4 separate regions of the Mus musculus genome follow, and all the other regions are linked to region 4. A link is a contact called in public HiCAR-type and promoter capture Hi-C data. All regions are on one chromosome and are shown on one strand. Each heading gives the region's core, a stretch centred on a gene start, on an enhancer-like site or on the middle of the called end of the contact. The rest is flanking DNA. Distances are from core to core; before and after follow the strand shown.

Region 1 (2,700 bases), core at 120-2,619, 1.2 Mb before region 4:
AAGGACGCCATTTTACTGCACTCCCTTCCAGCTCCTCTTTGGGATGCTCTGTAACTTTTACTAAATAATTTGAGTGAGCTATCGATTGTCACTCAGGCTTGTTCCCTCCCTCTGTCCTGTTAACCCTCCCTCTAGTCCTCCTCTCTTTCTTCCTTATTTTTTTGAACTCTCTTAAGATATTTGCATGCAATATAATTTACCAAAATCAAGTATACAGTTGAGTGGCTCATGATATATATCCACAGGGTGTTGTCACCAGCATAATCTGATTTTAGGCCATTTTATCCATCTAGGAGAAGTGCCCAGCTCTGTTAACAGATGTTTTCATTGATGTTTTATGTTAAATTTGCAAAATTGGGGCCTGAGGTGGCTCAACTGTGATAGACACCGTGCACTGCTCTCTCCAGCTTGGTTCCCAGCACCCATGCTGAACGGCTCACACTGCAGCTCCGGGCTCTAAGCTCCCGTACTCACTCTCTCTCTCTCTCTCTCTCTCTCTCTCTCTCTCTCTCTCTCACACACACACACACACACACACACACACACACACGTCCAAACACAGATATGTAGCAAAAGGCAGTAACAGTGTGTAAAGTATTTTGAGTTATTACTGTGTGTATGTGTGCTGTGTGCATGTGTGTGGAGTGCAGATTGTGCCTGTGCAGGCCTGGTCCTCTCTCCGCCTTTACCTGGATTGAGCTCAGGCTGTCCAGTCTGCCTCTCTCTGCAGGCAGCACTCGCCTCTACCCTTGAGCCACTTTGCTGACTTTTACCTCTCCATGCATAAGACGTAGCGCATCTCTACATAGAATGTGCAGTTTTTCCTAACTTGTCTATGCATTAGTAAAGCCTTTTTAACATATTGCTGGTCACATGCACACACTTGTACACCTTCTTTTTAAATTGCTATGTGTTAGTGAACAGGCATGTTTTCTTTTTCCTCTTGAGGCACTGGGGGAGTCCTTAGGGAAAGGTGACGATCATAAGGACATGGACATCATCACCAAGTTCCTGAAGGTGAGTGCTGTAGGGAAGGGCCGGAGACCATTGCGGATGTGTAGGAAACTCTCCTACACGGGGAATATCCTGGGGAGGGTACTTCCCCAGCGTTTGTACTTGCCATGTGAGTGCCTGCTGCTAAGTGCTAGGCTGCTGGAGCCTCTCACCCTATGTGTGCTGGATAATGGATGGAAGTGTGTGTCTGCTTTCTGTGTGGGCTTTGCCCAAAAGCCAGGGACAGTGATTGCAGCATAGAGTGGCCACAGCATTCGGAGTTCCTGTTCGTTCGCCTCAGATACTCTAGAGAGCTGTGCCAGGGAGGTGGTGGGCGGAGAGAGGGAGCTAGGGCAGGGCCTCGAGCAGAGTGAGCAGAGCTAGGATCAGGAGCAAGGTCGGCTTCCTGAGTACTGGGCTTCCGTCTTGACTAGTTCTGTATTTGCTGTCTCTTTCCTTATCTAGGGAGAACAAGGTCAGATCCTAAATTCATTTAAATACTTGTCTGCAGACTGGGAGACCAAGGACTGCTTTTATTTGTATTTACATTTTCTTTTACTTTGTTATTTAGAATTTTAAAGTATTTATGTCTTGAATGCTGTAGTTGTCAGGGTTCTGTGTATCCCCAGGCTACACAGCATAGATCTAGACTGTGCATGGAGCTGCCCTTCTCTTTGATGGTCTGTCCTCACTTCAGCCTTCATTGCCACCTGTCCCTGGAAAGAGTCTGCAATTACACCCAAGGGGCTCTGGGTTCCTTTGCCAGGCTGAGAACTCGGCATGGATTGCAGTTTGAGTTTTACTTACTTATCTATCTATCTATCTATCTATCTATCTAAATAGTATATAACATACTTCAAACACTGATCGGATATCAAAGTGCATATATATGATAAACCCGGATTAGTTGAATTGTGCATAATAGGTACAAATAAAAATATAGTGAGTTTATTTCAATCCAGTCATTGAGGAATTTGATAGCTCTTTTTTCGGAAGTGGTCCATCTTCATCATGTACATAATTGGGTGTCTTGACTTTGAAGCACATGATGAAACAAACAAGTTGTTTGTTAATTAAATCTTAGTAGATGACAGCTTACTCAAGCAGTGATAAGGACGATTCTGTGCTGACTGTCCGTGTTGAGAGCTTCTCCACACACACCACTGGGGGGCACTGCAGCCTTAACTTTTTTTTTCCCAACAGTTTCTTCTTGGTGTTTGGGCTAAAGAACTGAATGCCAGAGAGGACTACGTGAAACGCAGTGTGCAGGGCAAACTGAACAGTGCTACCCAGAAGCAGACGGAGTCCTACCTCAGACCGCTTTTCAGAAAGCTCCGGAAAAGGGTGAGGCTTCTGGAAGATTCTTTCTAAACTCATATTTTTGTTTGTTTAAATCAGAATATATAGAATAAGTAGTTTTCACTACATATGGTAGCTTCTAAAACTAGTTATGTTTTTTCTCTTTTTAGAATCTTCCTGCTGATATTAAAGAATCAATAACAGATATTATTAAGTTCATGTTGCAGAGAGAGTACGTGAAGGTAAATTATACTATGTGTTACAGTTGCTGTAACCATTATGGAATGGGGAGAATTTTACATAGTACATTTAAGAATGAGTATGAAGCATGAAGCAGGTAGGAGGAGAAAGTCTTTTTGTTCTCTTGGCATTGAGTAACAAACTTGAGACCTCATCTTTGTGTCTTAG
Region 2 (2,700 bases), core at 112-2,611, 1.1 Mb before region 4:
GCTGATTCCAGCTAGTCACGGTAGTCAGCTTCCCCTGTCTCTGCCTCCTAAGGGTGGGGCATAAAGCGAGTCCTCACGCCTGTAGAGCTTTCATTTGGGTTCTGGGGATGTCAATTTTGGTTCTCACGCTGGCTGAGCAAGCACTTGATCCACTGAGCTTTCCCCGCTGCTCTGAGACCCATTTTCTTATAGATTTAGTGACTGTCATCAGGCACAGCCGATGCTCCTGCCCCGGGTATGAGGTCCTCTGGAGGCATCCATCCTGCTCACCCAGTCTAAGAGCCAGGCTCGTCATTCACACTGAGTGCCTTCCCGAGCAGCACCGTCCTTCCTCATCTGTGTGAGCTACACACATCTAAAGTTACGCTCCAACGCATTTCTGGTCACTCGACATAAGGTGCTGTTGTTTGCCGTGGTATGTGACAGTGGAGTGCTCGGCTCAGAGGCTGTCAAGACCACTAAATGTCAAGTTCCCAGAAGCAAGTATGACAGCCCAGGCATGGTAGGCTACAGCCACTCACTCTCTCTGTCTTGCTGTCTAGGAGTTAATGAGCGGAACCCCTGAGCCCAGTTTAAGTAAATTATGTTCCCAGACCTAATGCTGCTGGGTCTCACTCCCAAGATAAGAAATTGCTTTTGAACTCCGATGGTTTTTAAATGCTAGATAAACTTGTGGCTTCAACTAGACTCTTTGTGGATGCCTCAGCCAATGCCATGTGCTCTGTGTAAGAAAGGACATAGAACAGGGAAGGCTAGGGCACACTTTATGAACCAGCATGTGTGGCAGTATGTCACAGGTGAATTGCCAACAAGACATTCATTATTTAGGTAAATTGGACTCCTGGGCCTGTATCAAGCAAGTCAATTAATTGCAACGTAGGCACTAGGAGATGGCTTAATCGATAAAATGCTTGCCACACAAACATCCACATAAGAAGGTAGGTGTGTGGGTACCTCAGAGGAGCTGGCCCTGAGGGTGTGAGAACAGGAGAGCTGGTGGGCTGGCTAGCTCAGCTACCCCCAAGCCCAGATCCATGAGGGTATGAGAACAGGAGAGCTGGTGGGCTGGCCAACTCAGCTACCCACAAGCCCAGATCCATGAGGGTATGAGAACAGGAGAGCTGGTGGGCTGACCAGCTCAGCTACCCCCAAGCCCAGATCCATGAGGGTATGAGAACAGGAGAGCTGGTGGGCTGGCCAACTCAGCTATCCCGAAGCCCAGATCCAGGGCTTTGAGTTGACCCACCCCAACATCTACTCCATCTATGAACTTCTGAAGGGGCTGATCCATGACACAGGGCAATAACAGGATGTCCTGAGAGGAGTCCTGGCGAGGATCCAGTATTGATAGTCATAGAAGTAAGTCAGAGGTCTCGAACCAGACCAGTGACTCACCGCAATGAACAGTCACAAGTGAAGATGTGTGGACAAAGGGTATACTGTGTGACACATGGTGACACACCATGACACTCCGCACTTTTTTTTTTTGTTGTTGAGATTTTGTTTTGTTTTCTTTGGGGGAGGGTTGCAAGGGGGAGGGCAGATATGGAGGAGCACGGGGGGGGGGGGATGAGTAGGACTGAGATGCATGATGTGAAATTCACAAAGAAGTAATAGAAAGTAAAAGGAGAAGGTGGTGGAGGAGCAGGAGCAGGAGGAGGAGCAGGAGGAGGAGCAGGAGGAGGAAGAGGAGGAAATAGGTGTGATGGGCTGCTTTTGAAAGCCCTGTTTTTGGGAGCCTGAAATAGTTGGATCCCTGGGGATTCCTAGCTCTCCATACTTGCCTAACTGGTTAGCTCCAGGCCAATAAGACCTGACTCAAAGGAGATACATACACACATGCACACACATGTGATACAAGAAGCTGAAAGAAATAATCCTCAAGTGACTGCCTTTGTGTTCTTAAACATGACTGTGGTCCCAGAGTGCATGCAATCCCTCTAAAACTTAAGCAAAACTCTTATGTGCAAGCATTTGTGGAAGAGATGGAATGTAAATTCTTAACAAACTTCAAGGGGTCATGTGGTGAAACGATCTGTGTGAACCCCTCATTTTCTTAACTGGCATGTGAAATACATTCTAACTACGTGTGCAATAATGGCTAACGTCTAAACATTCCTAAACAATATGGATATTCAGTTATACCATCTGAGGGGCAATTCATAAAACTGGGGACAGGAGACAAATGTTAGTTGCAATAACAATCATTGCCTCAGCTTGTGGTCTGCCGACTGCTTATTTTGGCTGAAGTTATTTAGTGTTTGGTTTTTAAGAGAGGATCCTTTGTCTTCTACTAGCTGTTAACTTAGATATTAAAATTTGGGAATTAAATTAACACTATAAGTATTTAAGAAATAAAATATAAGGAAAGACTCTCTAAATGGATGCCAGTTGGATAAATGAAAATTTCATTTATGCTATTTGTTTGTTTGGGTTTCTCTTTGTGGTGCTGCACAAGCCCATGGTCCTCAGCACACTAGGAAAGTACTCAAGCTACACAACTGACCTTTGCGCCCACCCCCCCTCCCCCGGTTTTATTCCCTATAGAGAAGGGAAGACTAAATCTGAACTTGGCAGGCCTTGATCCTCAACCTGTTAGAAATGGCCCCCTTAAATTTGTAAATTTTAAATTTACATGCCTTCTCTCCCACAAATGTTTTCATATAAATATTTATTTAAGATTTATTTATTATCAATACT
Region 3 (2,700 bases), core at 36-2,535, 1.0 Mb before region 4:
CAACTGAGGAATGATATCTAAGGTTGTCTGCCATATACATGTACACACATGCAGACACTAACACACACACACACACACACACACACACACACACACACACACACACACACACACACACACAGTGGTGGGAAGGAGGGAGGGAGAGGGAAGAAGACAGTTTTATACACCTGTAATCCCAGCACAAAGCAGGGTAGGCAGGAGAATTATAATTTTGTGGCCAGATGGAACTACACCATGAGGCCCTATCTCAAAATCTGAACTATATTCCTTTTGTATAATATGCACATGTCCATTTGCAGAACCACAGAGGATCCCATGTCTACTATTCCAACCCGAGTGTTCTCCTTTCTGTTTCCCCTCTCCTACTGCGTCATAGCAGTTGAGAATCTCTTGGTCTCCATGAGAACTTGGCCAGGGAACATTTTGCAAAAGATGGAAAGATACAGTAGTCTGAAAACTTCTGTGAAAGACAGGGCAGGGCTTTTCTATTCTTACTTGGGAAAGCACTCTGAGCTATAACACACCATGCATGGGTGGCTGACTTAAAAATCTTATCTCTTTGCTGTTTCCCTTCTTGGTTCAGTGCTTCTACTTTTAGAAATTCGTCTCTATATATCTGACTGGATTGACATTTCACTCTTTAGACTGCATGCTCTTGGGAGATGGGGACAATGACCGTTTTCCTTTAGTCTAGGGTCTAATGTACTGGCTATAACCACAACATTGAAGAAAAGGCATCTTATGATGACTAGTGTAACTTCAGGGCTGGGTGGGCCTAGAAGAATCAGCCTTTCTGCAGGCACTTTTGGGAGGTCACCACTTATTTAGTAACACATCTGGATGTAAGACTAGGGAAGCTGTTTGTGAGGAAATAACTTTTGAATGAGCTTCTTCAGTGGTACAGCTCAGCCACTGGGATCCCTGCCACAGGCAGAGAGCCTGCCAAAGGGAACTCCTCGTGTAGTTGTAAAGTTCTTGGGGTTTGGTGGTGGCGCAGGCAATTTGGCCTCAGATGCCGTTAGCATCCTGGTCTTTTTGTTCTGTGAGCTCCCAGCAGCCTGAGGGCTTAGTCTTATGGGGTTTTCTGGATTTCCACACAGTTATGTCAGAGTGTACATAAAGGTTCTTTAAGTCGCAGGCATACAGACTTGCTGTGTGTGGCCACAGAGGAGCAGGGACACCTGGGAGTCCTTAGCCACAACTTACGGTGGCTACGACAGAGTGCTAGAGTGGGTGATACAAGCTTAACTCAGAGTGATGACTCAAGTCTGAGCTGGCTAGGGCTGAACCCAGCTGATGCTTGGCTTGCTCTGTGGACTTGCCAAGTGTCTCAGAGCTGGAACAAGAGAAGCCCATGACTGGGAAATACTGACTTTCAGACAGAGAAACGGATGGCTCATTCCAGACAGCAAGCCACTGTGTCCTTATAAAAATGGTGCGGTGAGGCTGCGGCACTGCCAGGGGCAGGCTAGCAGGCAGCGTCCCTGCTGTTCCCTGGCTTCCCAGCAGCTTTTGTACATGTGATTACTGCTTGTTCTTTTCCTTACATATCAAAAAACAAAGTAGATTCTAAGACTTGAGAAGATTATGTACCCAGGGTCATGGTTTTGGGTTGAATTGCCCCTCTCTAAACTTATTGTTTCTTAAAAATAGTTTCATTTTTAAGTTGTGTGTATGTCTCAGTGTATGGACATGTGAGTACAGGTGCCTAAAGAGGGCAGAAGAGGGCACTGCATCCCTTGGAGCTGGAGCCACATGTGGTTGTAAGAGTCTCATATGGTACTTGAGACTGAACCTGGGTCCTCTCCTACAGCAGTGCTCTTCACACCGGAGTCATTTCTCCACCCCCTCAAATCCACTGTTAACATCCAAATCATGGAGTCTTAGAAAGTAGCTGGATTCTGAAATGACCTTTGAAGAGGTGACTAAATGAAGTTATAGGGGCAGAGTCTCCATTCAACAGGATCAGTGTCAAGAAAGGAGGAGGAGGAAGAAAAAGGAAAAAGTAGAAGAAAGGAGGAGGAGGAGAAGGGGCAGGAGGAAGAAGAAGAGGAAGAAGGAAAGGAGAAGAAAAAGGAGGAGAAAGAAAAAGAAGACCATGAAGAGGAGGCAAGGAGGAGGGGAGGGATGGAGGAGGAGGAGGGAGGAGGATATAAAGCCAAGGCCACATGAAGACAGAAGGAATGCAGCCAGCTGCAAGCCAGAGAGACGGCTCTGGAAAGATAACCCTGCTTACATCCGCTCTTGGACTTCTATCATCTAGGCCTGTGAGACATGCATTTCTGACTTTAATCCCTCCACCTAGCCTGTGGCCTTTTATTGCAGTACCCACTGTGGCTGATATAGTAGCATTTAAAATTTGGACTAACATCGAAGTCCATGCTTGGAAGCTGAGACTCTAAACATTAACTTTGATCTTATTTCAACAAGTGTAACCAAAGTTTGAGATCTGGGTGCCTGACCCTTTAGCCATTGCGTCTGTTTGTTTGTTTTTGCAATATTTGGGAGCCCGGGACCTCAAGCATGGTAGACAAGAATGCTACCACAGAACTACGCTGCAGCCATAGCTGTCCCTTTAGATTTAAGAATCTGACTGCTGTTGTCTCTGGTTCCTGGCGCTGGCACTATACTCTGTGATTGTCTTGAGTATAAGGATAAAGTTTTTACACTGCATTTATCTATCTATCTATCTATCTATCT
Region 4 (2,734 bases), core at 34-2,533:
GCATTCCAGCCTTCTTTTCAAGGAAGGAGCCCTTAATCCTTTCATGTGATCTACAAGGAAAAGAATTAGAAATCATAACCATGTTTTGTTTGATTTGGTTTTTTAGAGGATTTCTCTTCCCTGCAACAGCTGGGTTGTCTTTGTAAGCTTCCTACTGTGAGAAACTACCTAAGGCTCACCATTCTGAGCAAATAGATTCCCACAGGCCTTTGGCTCTTCTGCACATGACGAACCTTTCAGAGTAGGGAACAGGAACCACTAAAAAGGGTTAGACCCTGAGCTGATGAAAGCTATTCAAGTCCCACCTGGGTCAGGGGACATACGCAGGAAGATCAAGTGCGAGTATGAGAACCTGGGTGGGCTGATATGACTCCACCTAGGATACGTGAAGCTCTGCCCCACAACCTAAAATAAGTAAATAATAAAGAAGAAAAATGGGGGACACTTGGCCAAGCTTATCGACTGGTTGTACACACACACACACACACACACACACACCCAAGAGTATAGTGTGAGAAACATTTGTGTGTGTGTGGGGGGGGGGGGGTTAAAGGGAGCGAGGGAGGGAGGGAGAGGGAGGAGGAGAGACAGAGAGACAGAGATAGATGTACAGATCGATCTTGGGCTCTTGCCAAATATCTCCGGGATGTAGAACTTCTGAAACACGTGCCTGTGTGAGAGAGGGGCATTTCGCTCTTACCTAATGTCTTTGGGTGTAGACGTTCTGAAACGTGTTTTCCTTACTCGAGATAAACGAGAATTAGGGAAGTTTGGGCATGAGCTAATTAATTAAGCCTTACCAAACATACCCTCCGCTGGGACAGCAACCAGCACTTCTAACAGCTCTGCCTTACCACAGCGTCCAGGTCTGATTGCAACCGGAGCTGGGGTTAGGAGCTGGGGTTACAGAGGTGGTACAGACCAGGAGCTCAATAAAGCCAGAGGTTAAGCGCCAACTGGCATTAGGAGTGCTTCCCAGTGCCTCGCGGAGTCCCAGCCTGTCCTCCCCTCACCAGGTGCCGACCTCTGCCATTGCCTCTTCAGACCATAGCGCCCCTGAAATAGGTAACGAGAGGAGCTCACTCACCCTTGTGACAGTGCGAAAGGAAGTAGGCACGGGCTTTCAGGTTCTCCCTGTCGAAGCGGTCAATGGAGATGGTTGGATACTCCGCCATCTGTCCCTGGAAGGAGCTCATCGCACCCGGGAACACTAGACCCAAAGCCCACCTCGGAAACAGAAGCACACACTGACCCTGGGCGCCACTTCCGGGAACCTGCGCACCGCCTACCCATAGGCCGGCAGAGCTCAGCCACATCCAATCAAAGGACCCTTGAGGTAGGGGCGGAGCCAATGGGCATCCAATCCTGATCCAGCCTCCCAAGTCCCTTGGTTTAAATAACTGCACCAGCTGGGCACGGAGAAACAGCTGTGCGTAGTTTGTGGGTAGCACTGGCTGGTCATGGAAAGTCACGTTCCTGCCAGAAAGCAAGAAAAGACACCGAAGTGTTTGTTGCGCAATGCAGATCTGCCCGCATCTGTGGAGGAACCAAGGCAGGAAACGAAACACAACTGAGAATGGAGGCCAGAGAGCTTCCCTTTTCTTAACCATATTGCCTTGCATTTCCTCAGATCTAGTGAAGATCGAGTTCTTTTCACTTTTTTAAAAATCTTATCCCAATTTGTATTTTATAGGGTAACCACGAGGATTGGATGAGTCATTGCCTCTGACTCTTGGTTAGTAGATTCCATTGGTAGTTGCTCCCTCTTCTGTATTATATAAGCTAACTATATTTTGAAGGCTACAATTCAGACATAGATTCTTAGAGCAGGGGTGGGGGGAGTAAAGATTCCATTGATCTGCTGGCCTCCAGTAATCATTTAAGTTGTACTTTGAGGAAGTCAGAAGGATATATAAAGAGACAGAGGGAGAGGATGGGGGGCAGGGTGGGAAAGTGTGTAGTAATCATACTAAGATCCACCAAAGACTTTGTCAGTGGCATTTATTTTCTCCTTCCTAGCAAGTTCTCCTCAGATACTCAGCACTGTTGATCAACTGGAACCTCCAAACCCTGCTATGCAGAACACTTTGGCAAGCCTTGTGGAGGTAAACAGGAAAACTGAAAAGAAGCAGTGTCTGCAAAAACTGAGCGACTGGTTTTAGTACTGTGGGGAGATTAGAATGTTGCAGATCCAGAAGCGAATTATCGTATCTTGAGCTAGTTCTAGCCCTTGGGAATAGCCATCCCTTGTTTATCTCTGTTGGAATTAACATCTTGTGAGTAACAGATGAAAACCTTTTGGAATCTCCTAGTTTAGCAGACCACTATTTTCACCTAACCCAAAAATTAAGAACGTCATCAGATAGCATCTCGGGCCTATAGAAAAGCTTTCTCATCTTTGCTCTCCGATGTACACTAAATATGACCTGACTTAAGACTTTCTTCTATAAAACTGTGAAACTCTTTCCTTGTTGGAACATGGAATTTAGGATGACCCAAATCTCTGTTCCAGCCCCAAGGTTATTAAAAATGGCCCCAGAATAAACTCTCTTTTTCCCTTTAAGATGAGGTTTCTCGATCCACAGTGGTTACATGGCTAACTCTGATGTGCCATCCGAGTTCAGCACATTTGAAAAGCCACAAAAATGAAGAATATGACAAGAATATTTTCACAGAGGCAGAAGTGATCATGGGATGATGCCAGGAGTAAGCTCTGAGCAGAGGGGTCGGAATG

The links. Promoter capture Hi-C pulls out the DNA fragments that hold promoters and counts their contacts. HiCAR-type assays count read pairs that join an accessible place to other places.
Region 1: a promoter capture Hi-C map of hippocampal neurons shows a contact between it and region 4, with 5 times the contacts expected there. The contact joins the enhancer-like site here to the promoter of Dclre1c in region 4. A contact is called at or near these places in 12 of 39 promoter capture datasets (the 3T3-L1 cell line, 3T3-L1-derived adipocytes, the C10 cell line and 7 more), 1 of 484 Hi-C or Micro-C datasets (cortical neurons), 4 of 115 datasets of contacts at active chromatin or transcription factors (astrocytes, embryonic stem cells and large pre-B cells) and 1 of 9 other capture datasets (adipose tissue).
Region 2: a promoter capture Hi-C map of hippocampal neurons shows a contact between it and region 4, with 4 times the contacts expected there. The contact joins the enhancer-like site here to the promoter of Dclre1c in region 4. A contact is called at or near these places in 8 of 39 promoter capture datasets (the 3T3-L1 cell line, 3T3-L1-derived adipocytes, the C10 cell line and 5 more) and 3 of 115 datasets of contacts at active chromatin or transcription factors (astrocytes, large pre-B cells and pancreatic cancer cells).
Region 3: a HiCAR-type map of astrocytes shows a contact between it and region 4, with 2.7 times the contacts expected there. The contact joins the enhancer-like site here to the promoter of Dclre1c in region 4. A contact is called at or near these places in 5 of 39 promoter capture datasets (the 3T3-L1 cell line, HPC-7-derived erythroid cells, embryonic stem cells and 2 more) and 1 of 115 datasets of contacts at active chromatin or transcription factors (astrocytes).

What each region holds. Positions count from the first base shown.
Region 1 is chr2:4,635,465-4,638,164 of GRCm38.p6, reverse strand. It overlaps Prpf18 (pre-mRNA processing factor 18), which reads left to right. Exons shown (of 10, transcript NM_026045.4): 6 at 949-1,017; 7 at 2,197-2,337; 8 at 2,463-2,534. Among named protein-coding and RNA genes, the nearest start is that of Prpf18, 15 kb to the left of the region's middle. Within about 2 kb of position 1,369, at least 13 of the 459 cell types and tissues checked have an H3K27ac peak or open chromatin away from gene starts, as enhancers often do.
Region 2 is chr2:4,479,037-4,481,736 of GRCm38.p6, reverse strand. The region is part of intron 3 of Frmd4a (FERM domain containing 4A); the gene reads right to left. The region is part of intron 3 of Gm39751 (a long non-coding RNA gene); the gene reads left to right. Among named protein-coding and RNA genes, the nearest start is that of Gm39751, 33 kb to the left of the region's middle. Within about 2 kb of position 1,361, at least 57 of the 459 cell types and tissues checked have an H3K27ac peak or open chromatin away from gene starts, as enhancers often do. A contact at or near this core is called in pancreatic cancer cells, where this site is marked.
Region 3 is chr2:4,444,431-4,447,130 of GRCm38.p6, reverse strand. All of the region lies in intron 2 of Frmd4a (FERM domain containing 4A), which reads right to left. Among named protein-coding and RNA genes, the nearest start is that of Gm23691, 65 kb to the right of the region's middle. Within about 2 kb of position 1,285, at least 112 of the 459 cell types and tissues checked have an H3K27ac peak or open chromatin away from gene starts, as enhancers often do. A contact at or near this core is called in astrocytes and liver, where this site is marked.
Region 4 is chr2:3,422,680-3,425,413 of GRCm38.p6, reverse strand. It overlaps Dclre1c (DNA cross-link repair 1C), which reads right to left and starts at 1,283. Exons shown (of 14, transcript NM_146114.3): 1 at 1,088-1,283; 2 at 1-50. The coding sequence starts at 1,196.